Regions from separate parts of the Mus musculus genome. Here regions 2 and 3 are each linked to region 1. The links are chromatin contacts, called in public HiChIP or PLAC-seq maps. All regions are on one chromosome and are shown on one strand. Each heading gives the region's core, a stretch centred on a gene start, on an enhancer-like site or on the middle of the called end of the contact. The rest is flanking DNA. Distances are from core to core; before and after follow the strand shown.

Region 1 (3,417 bases), core at 476-2,975:
GCATAGTCCACCATTGAGGGAAGTCATTACGAGAACCCAAGGCAAAACCCTAGAAGCAGAAGCCGAAGCAGAAACCATAGAGGGAAGCTGCTTACTGGATTGTTCACATGCCTTGTTAAAGCTGCTTCCTAATTCTGTTCAGGACAACATGCCCAGGGGCGGTGCCACAGAGGGCTGCACCCTCCTCCATCCAATACTAACTAAGAAAACACCCTACTAGCTTACCTGCAGTTCGATTTTGTGAAACACTGTCCTTGCTCCCCATGTTCTACTCGGCCTGCTTACTTATAGCATCCAGAACCACCAGCCCAGGGGTAACACGACTCACAGCCATCTGGGGCCTCCACCATCAATCCTTGTCAAGAAAATGCCCCCACGGATTTGCCCATAGGTCAGTCTGATGGAGGTAGCTCCTCCATTGAAGTTGTGTCTTGTCAGGTCTCTGATTTCTGACAACAAGAAACCAGCACAGAGATGGCATCTTGCTGGGGGAGGTAAAGCACTCCGGGGGAGGGGGGGGGAGATGGGGGTTGGTCTTGCTTTAGAGCATGGGCCCACTTCCTGTCCATTTTTTGTTCCTTTGCCAGAAGATACAATGCCATCAGCTGGCCTCTTGTTTCTGCCTCCATGAATTCTTGAACAATGAGCAAGAATAAACCCTTTGTACTTTAAGTTTCTTTCATTTTGTCATGGCAACAGGAGAAGTAAACAAACGCAGTGGCCAACCTCTCCAGGCTGGAACTGCTGTGGGCTGCAGCCTTGTGACTTGAAAGGCGTCACACAGTTTAAAGGTCTGCTGCTAAGCTCAAAATATTTTGTCAGTTGTACTGTGTTGGGAGTGTGGGTACTCTGCAAAAGACTAGTGTGAGGGTTAGAGAGTTGCCCAGTTCCAAAGATTGGTACAGGGCTGTGTTGAGCTTCAGGCAACAGGTTTATTAGGGGAACTGCAAAGAGAAGCGAAGATGACAGAAAGCTTTGGCCCGCCCAGCAAACCCAAGCATGTTCATTTAAGGTTCCTTGTGAGGGAGTAGGTATCAGGGAGATACTGTGACATGAGTAAGTGGATCCAAAGTCATGTGACCCTCAGATTACACTAAAAGACACTATAGTACACTACACTTTTTGTTTCCAGATAGAGGCAGGTTTTTGGAAGGTCTCAAAGAAATTCCTGGATAAGGGCTATCTGGAGGGACAATGGGACTAGTCGGTGTGTGATTGCTCAGTGATCAGCCTGCTTCTGTCTGGGAGGCAGATAGCTGGGTATATTCTTGCCATCTCTCTCTCTCTCTCTCTCTCTCTCTCTCTCTCTCTCTCTCTCTCTCTCTCTCTCTCTCTGTTAGGTCCATGCTCTCTGGATGGATCTGTTCCCAGACAGGATAGGCTCCTTTCCCATGTGACATGACGAATACTCACCTGTTGGTTTGGGGGAGCAATAGAATGGAATGGTGTTAGCTTATTCTGAATGTCGGTAAAATGGAAGGCCTGCAGGTGGTGACTTCTGGGAACAGAGCCCAGGTAGGAAGAGGCTGCTCTTCAAAAGGATGTGTTTACACGGTCTGAAATGAAAGGGCATGCTTTTCCATCAGCCTCCCCTGCTTGCTCTTTTTAGGCCTAACCACAATGTGTATTGATTTCTCCCCCCAGTCAGTCTTTCATTTAACAAACACTGAGCATGTGAACATCAGAGAGCCGACAGACAATGAGCTCTGTCCTGTGGCTCTTTCATTCTCTAGCCTACCATTTCCTGCAGCCTGGCCTACACTGGATGGCAGGAGACAGGAGGATACATTAGACTCACGCCTGCCTCAGTGAGTTGACCTATAACAATGAAAAGACAGGGCAATAGGTCACTAGCATCGACAATATTTGATAGCATCCTGTGATGAGGTTATAAGGCCCTGGGCAAGCACAAGATGGGTCTGCAGCTGGCCTAGTCCAGAGGGCTCCAGCTAGCTCACTATGCTGAAACACCAAGCCGAACCTTGTAGAGCAGTATGATTTTTGTTTGGTTGGTTTTGTTTTGCTTGTTGGTGTGATAATGTGTGGTATATGTGTTTGTGTATATATGCATGTGTGTTAGGGTATATGTTCATGTGCTAAGTTTTCACATGGGTGTCTGGTTGTGGAAGCCAGAATGCCTTCCTCCATTCATCTCCATCCTATTTATTGAGACATGGTCTCTCTCTGAACCCAGTGAACAATCTGGCCCCATTTCCAATGGGATGGGATAATAGATGGTCACAGATATACCGACCTTTTTACAAGTGCCCTACACATCCAAATTCAAGTTCTCATGCTTACACCGCAAGCACCTTGCCCACTGACACATCTCCCTAGCTGGAAAGATCGGTCTTCTGAGGATTTGCAAGGAATGGATGTAGGAAGGCTGTGTGATGAAGATCCAGACTTGAACTCAGGGGCAACCCAGTTTGCCAAAGCATTCTCTCTGCACTGAAGCCTGGGCTGGACTGAGTGCTATGATGGTTAGCTAGAGGCAGGACAGCTAATGCTTTGTTAAGTTCTAACAATGATGGATAGATGTGGGGGCTTGCTATTGGCTTACTTTTGGCTCTCCTGGGTCTGGGGTGGCTGTCCTGTTGGCCACAAAGTGCTTGAAGCTGCAATATCATCTCTACCTCTGGAGCAGCAGTGGGTGAGGACCAATCAGGAGGTGACAGATAAGTGTGTCACAGAACAGGGTTGTTGCTTCCACAGCATGTGTGCTCATTCTTTCCTTTCTTTTGCCAGCCTGGATCTCTGCTCCAGACACAAGCCCTGTCACTGTAGTCATTCAGCTGCCATAGGTACCCTCCCCACCCAACAGTCCTAGATTTAACGTACATTTTTTAAACATTTGTAGCTCTCATTAATATACCAGATTCAATTTGCCTTTGATTTTATTTATCATTAAATGATTTATCAATTCTATTTACATACTCATTTCCCCCCTTATCAAAATTCGCCATGAATTCCCAGTGAAACTCATTAAACACAGAAGCAGGAAAGAGAAGAGGGGCTGGGAAGATGGCTGAATTGGTGAAGTATTTACGACACAAGTGTGAGGATATGAGCTTAGCATCTCAGAACCCACAGAAGGCTGGACATGGTAGTCCATAGCTATAATCCCCAGATCCCAGAGAAAGATTGGAAGCAGAGACAGAAGAACCCTTGAAGCTTAAGAGCCAGTTAGTTTGAGGTACACAGCAGAATAACAAAGAAGTATTGGTGTATTTTTTTATTGGGTTCTATTTTCTACCTCCCTTCCAACACATATTCTACAGTAATCCCTTCCAAACCCCAATATTAGGTAGGAGAGAAAGAAGGTTAGAGGAGAAAGGAGGCATAGACCTCTATAGGCTACCTCCTGATGATTAGTGATGTTGGGTTCTTTGCAACAATTTCAATCTCCATTATCAG
Region 2 (3,417 bases), core at 313-2,812, 620 kb before region 1:
ATCCTTCGACCTCTCTGCTCCCTGTGCTGGGACTGCAGGCCTATGCTACCATGCTCAGCTTGTCATGTGGATGCTGTACTGGCTGGTTTTGTATGTCAACTTGACGAAAGCCGGAGTTATCACAGAGATAGGAGTCTGCCTTGAGGAAATGCCTCCATGAGATGCAGCTGTAAGGCATTTTCCCAACTACTGATCAAGGAGGGAGAGCCCCTTGTGGGTGGTGCCATCCCTGGGCTGGTAGTCCTGGGTTCTATAAGAAAGCAAGCTGAGCAAGCCAGGGGAAGCAAGCCAGTAAGGAACATCCCTCCATGGCCTCTGCATCAGCTCCTGCCTCCAAGTTCCTGCCCTGTGTGAGTTCCTGTCCTGACTTCCTTTGGTGATGAACAGCAATGTGGATGTGTAAGCTGAATAAACCCTTTCTTCCCCAACTTTCTTGGTCATGATGTTTTGTGCAGGAATACAAACCCTGAATAAGAGAGATGCTGAGGGCCAGAACCCACTCACACAGGCCCTGAGGCTGTGTTGTAAGCACATTACCCATTAAGCCATCTTCTTTTGATTTTGTGTTTTTCCAAATTAAAAAAGGGCATATTCCAGAGCCAACGAAAGTGTCATGTTAAAACTCAGACAAACCAACAGTCAGTTTCATCCCAGTCCAGATGTCAAGCATCCTGAACAAGACTGATACACTCATCTCCAAGAGGACACGTTGGCACTGTACTGTGGACGGGGCCAGGTTCTAACATGTGCACATTGGTTATTTTTTGTTGCTGTGATAAATACCCAACAAAAGCAACTTAAGGAAGGAGGGTTCATTCAGGCTCCCAGTCTGAAGTCATAGTCCACCACAGTGATGAAGGCAGGGAGGGGGCAAGAGTGTGAGGCAGCAGCCCATGTCACACCTGCAGTCAGGGAGCAGAGATGGATACTGCTAAGCCCTCTTTGTCCTTCCTGTCCATCATTCTAAGACCTGGGCCTATGGGATGGTGCCAACTACAAGGAGCATATGTCTTCCCCACCTCAACGAACCTAATCTAGACACTCCCTCACAGGCACGAACCTAATCTAGACACTCCCTCACAGGCACACACAACAGCTCGTTTCCATGGCAATTCTGAATCAACAACTTGACAATCAAGATTAAGTATCACACCAGGCTTGCGAGATGATCCGCAGTAAGAAAACTCCCCTGTGGTGGGCTCTGCGCTCAGCAGATTATAGGTCTCAATAGGCATTCAGGAACATTTGCTAAAATGGAATGCCTCTTCAGTTTTTAAGGCCCCCGGGAAAGTAGGAATACAGAATCCCCATCATGTGAGAATTCTTCAAACATGGGTCAAACATGACCACGCCCCCATATTAACTCCCTGCTGATGTGATACAGAATTCAGGGGCACCACTGTCCAGGGTCCCCGCTATGTGCAGACATTCCTGGGCAGCAGCAAGCCCTACTACAAGGTGGACAACTTCACTCCCAACAGTTCTTGCCTTGAGTCCTAGTGGCTAAGCTGTGTATGTGTTCACAGAGACTGTGTCCTAGAGGCTGGAGGTGATAGTGGGCGGGCAGTGGCCTTCTTACCCATGATCTCCTCCTTGTACTGGCCTGGCCTCCTGGGCACCAGCGAGCTCAGCACTGCGTCAGTCAGGGCCCAGTTCAACACCCTCAGGGAGGCTCTGGCTGTGACATGGGGCCTTGGGGCCTCCAGGGGCCAGTGCCCTGCCTGGAGGAGGAGTGCTATATGCCCTGCCTATAGTATATGCCCTGCCTATAGGGTGTTTATTCATGGATATGTAATATGTATGTGTGTGTCAGGGGGCAGTCAGTTCTCTCCTTTCACCACATGGGTCCCAGGGACCAGGTTTAAACCATCAGGCTTTCTAGCCAGCACTATTACCCGGTGAGCCATCTCACTAGCCCATGGCAGGGTGTTTAAGGACATGTATACAAGCAAGGCTGGGCCTCTCCAATCCTCTGCTTCTGTGGGAGAGCTGGAGATAGACAAGGGACAGGGCCGGCCTTGCAGCTTGGCTGAGTGCCCATGGTTACTTCTGCCTGAGGACATACTTAGTTGGCTTCTAAGGTGTTCTTAGTCCTCCTCCCCTTTCTCACTCTGGCCTGGGCAGTACCACACAAAGTCCTTTCCCCAGTTCCTAAATCCCAGGAAGGGTGTTGAAGGCAGTGTAGCCTAGAAGGCCTTAAAGTACTTTGAGAAGTCAGGCTTACAATAAGGTAGGGCAGTCCCCACAAGGAAGGGGTTAACAGGGAACAGCTAGAACAGGGAAGTGGGAGGTAGGGCAAGCACAATAGGGACTTAGCCCAGCCAGCGCCCCAGGCCCTCCTACTGAACTAGGACAGGCCAAGGGGAGCCAGAGAATCATCCAGGCTGGCCTGGACAGGCACAGGCTTGGCTGGCTCTAGACCCCCACGGCTTTGACCTGCTCTGGCTGGGAGCAGCGAGGCTTCTGAAATGTCAGGAACGCTCTAAGCTTCTGGCTCATCTGTCCTCTGGATACTTCTGTCAGGCGTGGGCACAACCACACCCGCCAGGGTCGAGAAGCCAGGGACCACACTTCTTGGGAGTAGCTGTGAGAGTTCACTTTGGGTAGGATGCTGGGGCCCTCAACGGCTCGGGGAGGCTAAGAGTTGAATGGGTAGATTGAGACACACAGTTGTTTTCATATGCAACAGCAGCAAATGGGGCCTAGCTATTCCATCAGGTATGGGGGAGGGAAGTGGGGGGAGGGACTAGACCCCAGACTGGGATGCAAAGGGCTAAAGGCTCAGCCCCTGACATGGGGGGAGTGACTCAGAAGGGCAGTGGGAGGAGCATGTGGTGTGGTGTCAGCTGACCGGGCTCCCAGTGGAAACAAGACTTGACTCAGGAGAAGCCTGAGAGAGGAGGTGACACTGTGGGCAGCTTGCAGCTGGGAGTTGTGACCTGGCCCTTCATCTATCCCTGTCACTACTGCTCCTCCTGTGATGGGGGACATACCCAGCTACAGTGTTCCCATGCTTCCTGGTAGTAAGGAGGTGGAAGGCAGAGAGGCTGAGCTGTGTGTGCACCCTACATTGTGAGACCTGAGTCCCTGGGCTAAGCAGAGATGCATGAGATCTGGAGATGGGGGGAATCTGCTCACGGAGCAGGGCACCACAAGTCCCGGATTGCAGAATGTGAGGCACCCAGTGCCCATCTCACGCAGCAAGAGCACAGAGCTGCAGCTCAGGGTTCCCGTGCCATGCTGTAGCCATATGGCCCCACTATGTCTGCCACTGGCTTTGTCTTCTTATGCTTCAGGGCGGAGGCCTGTCCCTGCAGTCCTCAGATCTGTCTCAAGTGCAAAGGGTGCCTCTGGGAACACACAGACCCTTTTGCACCCTGGATTGGGTATAGGTGACACTGAGGTCACTTGGCCCTT
Region 3 (3,417 bases), core at 411-2,910, 550 kb before region 1:
TTTAGAACACAGGAATTATGTTAGCTTAGTGAAGCGGCAGTTGTAGGTTATCCCCTAATATCCATGAACTCACTATGTGGGGGTGGTTGGCTAGGTTTCCAGTATAAGGCATGATTTATTGCCTGACGAGCAGGCCTTAAGTCCAATCATAGAGCTGTTAGTTACTACCAAGTTATGAGTGCCACTATTGTACTCTTAGAGTTGTTTGCCATTGTCGTTCATAGGCATTGCAGCTGGGTAGATTTTAGAAGAAGGTAGAGATTCCATGTCATACGGGTGATGGGCAGTTACTAGATTTGGTTTGTTTTCTCTGCTAGTTAAAGAATGAGAAATCAGGGAAACTCTTGAGTCCAACTATAGGCTTGATGTTTCAAAAACCCACTTTATTTAGGGTGCGCTAAAGCTCCAGCCTCCCTTCTAGCCCCTGATCAAAGCTAGGGAGAAAGATGGTCAATAGGACAAGAGGGGTGTGGACCTGTTTAGAAGTAGTTCTTTGGGGCGATTACAATCTTCATTGTCAGGATATCAGCTGTCCAGTCCAAAAGCAAACACCAAACACGAATCAGTAGCAGCTACTACATCCAGCAGAAAACCAGAGACTCTGCCCAATCGTCACAGGTCACAGCGGAAGTGCCAAAAAGCAGCCAGAATACCAGAAGTTCTTTGGTGCGGTTCTCTCTACAAAGTCACAACAAGCGAAGATCACTGAAAACTGGTGAAGTATTGCTGGGTGAGCAGTGAAGACCAGCGAAGTGTTGCAAGACATAGAAATTCAAGAGCGCTCTCTCACTGTCTGTAAGGGTTCTACTTAAACTCTTTCCAAACATTATGCACTCTCTCAAACATCTGCTTCAGCAAAACATCCTCTCACAAGACAGATTCCAGAGAAACATCTGAGTTTCCAAAGAAACCAGACATTTCCACTTCATAAGACAGGTAGCAGTGGGGCAATCTCAAATGCAGCAGACAGAAAACCATCCAGTGACGAAGAACTTTTATTAGGGTTGAGGAAACACACAAACAGAGAGGAAGGAGGCCCCCTACAAAGCAGAGGAGGGGTGTCAGGAGTTCCCAACCCAACTTTTCTTTGGCTTGGAGTTTTTTTGTTTGTTTGTTTTTTGGTTTTGGTTTTGGTTTTTTGAGACAGGGTTCCTCTGTATAGCCCTGGCTGTCCTGGAACTCACTTTGTACACCAGGCTGGCCTCGAACTCAGAAATCTGCCTGCCTCTGCCTCCCAAATGCTGGGATTAAAGGCATGTGCCGCCACGCCTGGTGCCTTGGAATTTTAAGAGCCTTGCGGGTGGAGGTGGGGGACCTTCCTCCTCTAATTCAGGGTTGCTCAGTTTGAACAAAACACAAGGTAGATGATAGGTCCACACTTTGGCATAAACAGATCCTGATCCAGCCTTGAACTTTTTGGGCAAGCCCATCAGCAGAGAGGCCCCTCCTCCTGGCAGGAGAAAAAGCCCTCCAGGCCTTAGTCTTCTGTCAGAAAGGCAAGGAAGCAGCCTGTCATTGTAAAGTTAGGCTTTATATTACTGAGCTGATATGCCCCTTCTCCCTATTTTTCTGCCTATCAGGTATCTGTCTAACTCTTAATCCCTCAGGTATGTCACTGGGAGATAGCAGCTCACTAGAGATGACCACTCAGATGCAGTTTATAGCGAATTGAAAGCCTTAATTCCAGCTGGCTGGAACTACACTCAGGTATTCAGTACCTAAGTGTACTGGCTGGTTTTATGTCAGCTTGACACAAGCTAGAGTCCTCAGAGAGGAGGGAGCCTCCGTTGAGGAAATGCCTCCATGAGATCCAGCTGTAAGGCATTTTCTTAATTAGTGATCAATGGGGGAGGGCCCAGCCCATTGTGGGTGGAGCCATTCCTGGGCTGGTGGTCCTGGGTTCTATAAGAAATCAGGCCGCCCAAGCCATGGGAAGCAAGCCAGTAGCAGCACTTCTCCATGACCCCTACACCAGCCCCTGCCTCCAGGTTCTTGTCCTGCTTGAGCTCCTATACCTTCCTTCAATGGTGAACAGCAACCTGGAAGTCTAAGCTGAATAAACCCTTTCCTCCCCAACTTGCTTTTTGGTCATGGTGTTTTGTTGCAGCAATAGAAACCCTGACTAAGTGTAGCTTCAAGCATTTAGATCAAGGGGCTTTTAAAGGCAAAAATCACATTCTAGTATCTCACTTGGCTGCAGGGGGAGAGGTCTTGCACAAGCAGGCAGTTTAGCAGAAGCTAAGATAAGCAAGCTGGGGCATCTCAGCCTCAGGTCCTAGAGTAAAGTTAGGTCGTTTCCCAAGGGATTCTCCATCAAGGAGATCAAATTCTAGCTAAACCTGAAATGGCCTCAGCAAGAATACAAGATGGAAGAACTTCTGCACTGTCTTGCCCTGTCACATTACCAAGCCAGGATAGCCTCCAACAAGCTTAAAGTTTGGTAGCCCGAGGCTTATACTCAGAATCAACAGTTACTGGAGACACACACAGCTACTGAAGGGCATGGTAGGAGAAGCATTTGACATTGAGTTGTAACAGGCAGCTCTGTGGGCTTCCCCCCAGGAGGGTTCAGGCTAAATGGCTGGAAAGGAAAACATTTGCTAATATGGGTAGTCTAGTGTGGTGGTTTGAACACGCTTGGCCCAGGGAGTGGCACTATTAAGAGGTGTGGCCTTGTTGGAGGAAGTGTGTCACTGTGGGGGTGGGCTTTGAGACCCTCCTCCTAGCTGCCTGAGGAATCAAGTCTTCCCCTGTTTGCCTTAGGGAAAAGATGTAGAACTCTCAGCTCCTCCTGCACCATGCCTGCCTGATGCTGCCATGCTTCCTGCCTTGATGATAATGGACTGAGCCTCTGAACCTATAACTGCCAGCCCCAGTTAGTGCTGTTCTTTATAAGAGTTGCCTTGGTCCTGGTGTCGCTTCACAGCAATGAAACCGTAACTACAACATCTAGCCACCCTCTTCCCCAAGAGCATCTGCATCCTGTAGCCCTAGCCTGTCGCTTGGCAGGGGATAAGTGGGAGGGGAGAGTGGGTAGAGAAGGGAGGTTTAAGAAGCCTCTTTGGACTGGATTTTTCTCTCTTGAGTACACCTAAGAGAGATTGGACACACATGGCTGGAGGCGAGGATTGCAGGAGAAGCCAAATATTCTGGCACTGGAGCTTAGGAGTTCAGACACACTGCTCATTCACAGGCATGCTTCTTCCAGGGCCCCAGGCCCAGCTCTGTGGGACCCACCTGAGCATGCCCATGATTGTGGCAGAGGATTAGAATGGGGGTTGGGGGGAAGGCATCCACCTTAACAGAACAAGACAAAAACCATGGTGGAGGATGATCAGACCCCCTCCAGCCCTCTACAGGCTAACCGCCCCCAAACAACACATGCAGAGAGGCACTGAACGTTGAGCCCCGGAAGAG

Evidence for each region. HiChIP or PLAC-seq counts read pairs in DNA pulled down with a chosen protein or histone mark.
Region 2: a contact with region 1 is called in an H3K27ac HiChIP or PLAC-seq map of extraembryonic endoderm stem cells, with 6 times the contacts expected there. The contact joins two enhancer-like sites. A contact is called at or near these places in 2 of 484 Hi-C or Micro-C datasets (adipose-derived mesenchymal stem cells and embryonic stem cells) and 4 of 115 datasets of contacts at active chromatin or transcription factors (embryonic hindbrain, embryonic stem cells, extraembryonic endoderm stem cells and 1 more).
Region 3: a contact with region 1 is called in an H3K27ac HiChIP or PLAC-seq map of extraembryonic endoderm stem cells, with 7 times the contacts expected there. The contact joins two enhancer-like sites. A contact is called at or near these places in 2 of 115 datasets of contacts at active chromatin or transcription factors (extraembryonic endoderm stem cells and trophoblast stem cells).

The regions. Positions count from the first base shown.
Region 1 is chr1:35,466,694-35,470,110 of GRCm38.p6, reverse strand. No RefSeq gene overlaps it. Among named protein-coding and RNA genes, the nearest start is that of Gm25096, 290 kb to the right of the region's middle. Within about 2 kb of position 1,725, at least 22 of the 459 cell types and tissues checked have an H3K27ac peak or open chromatin away from gene starts, as enhancers often do. A contact at or near this core is called in extraembryonic endoderm stem cells, where this site is marked.
Region 2 is chr1:36,089,101-36,092,517 of GRCm38.p6, reverse strand. The region is part of intron 1 of Hs6st1 (heparan sulfate 6-O-sulfotransferase 1); the gene reads right to left. Among named protein-coding and RNA genes, the nearest start is that of Hs6st1, 22 kb to the right of the region's middle. Within about 2 kb of position 1,562, at least 104 of the 459 cell types and tissues checked have an H3K27ac peak or open chromatin away from gene starts, as enhancers often do. A contact at or near this core is called in extraembryonic endoderm stem cells, where this site is marked.
Region 3 is chr1:36,018,499-36,021,915 of GRCm38.p6, reverse strand. It overlaps Gm39623 (a long non-coding RNA gene), which reads right to left. Exons shown (of 3, transcript XR_865339.1): 3 at 428-678. Among named protein-coding and RNA genes, the nearest start is that of Gm39623, 3.4 kb to the right of the region's middle. Within about 2 kb of position 1,660, at least 7 of the 459 cell types and tissues checked have an H3K27ac peak or open chromatin away from gene starts, as enhancers often do. A contact at or near this core is called in extraembryonic endoderm stem cells, where this site is marked.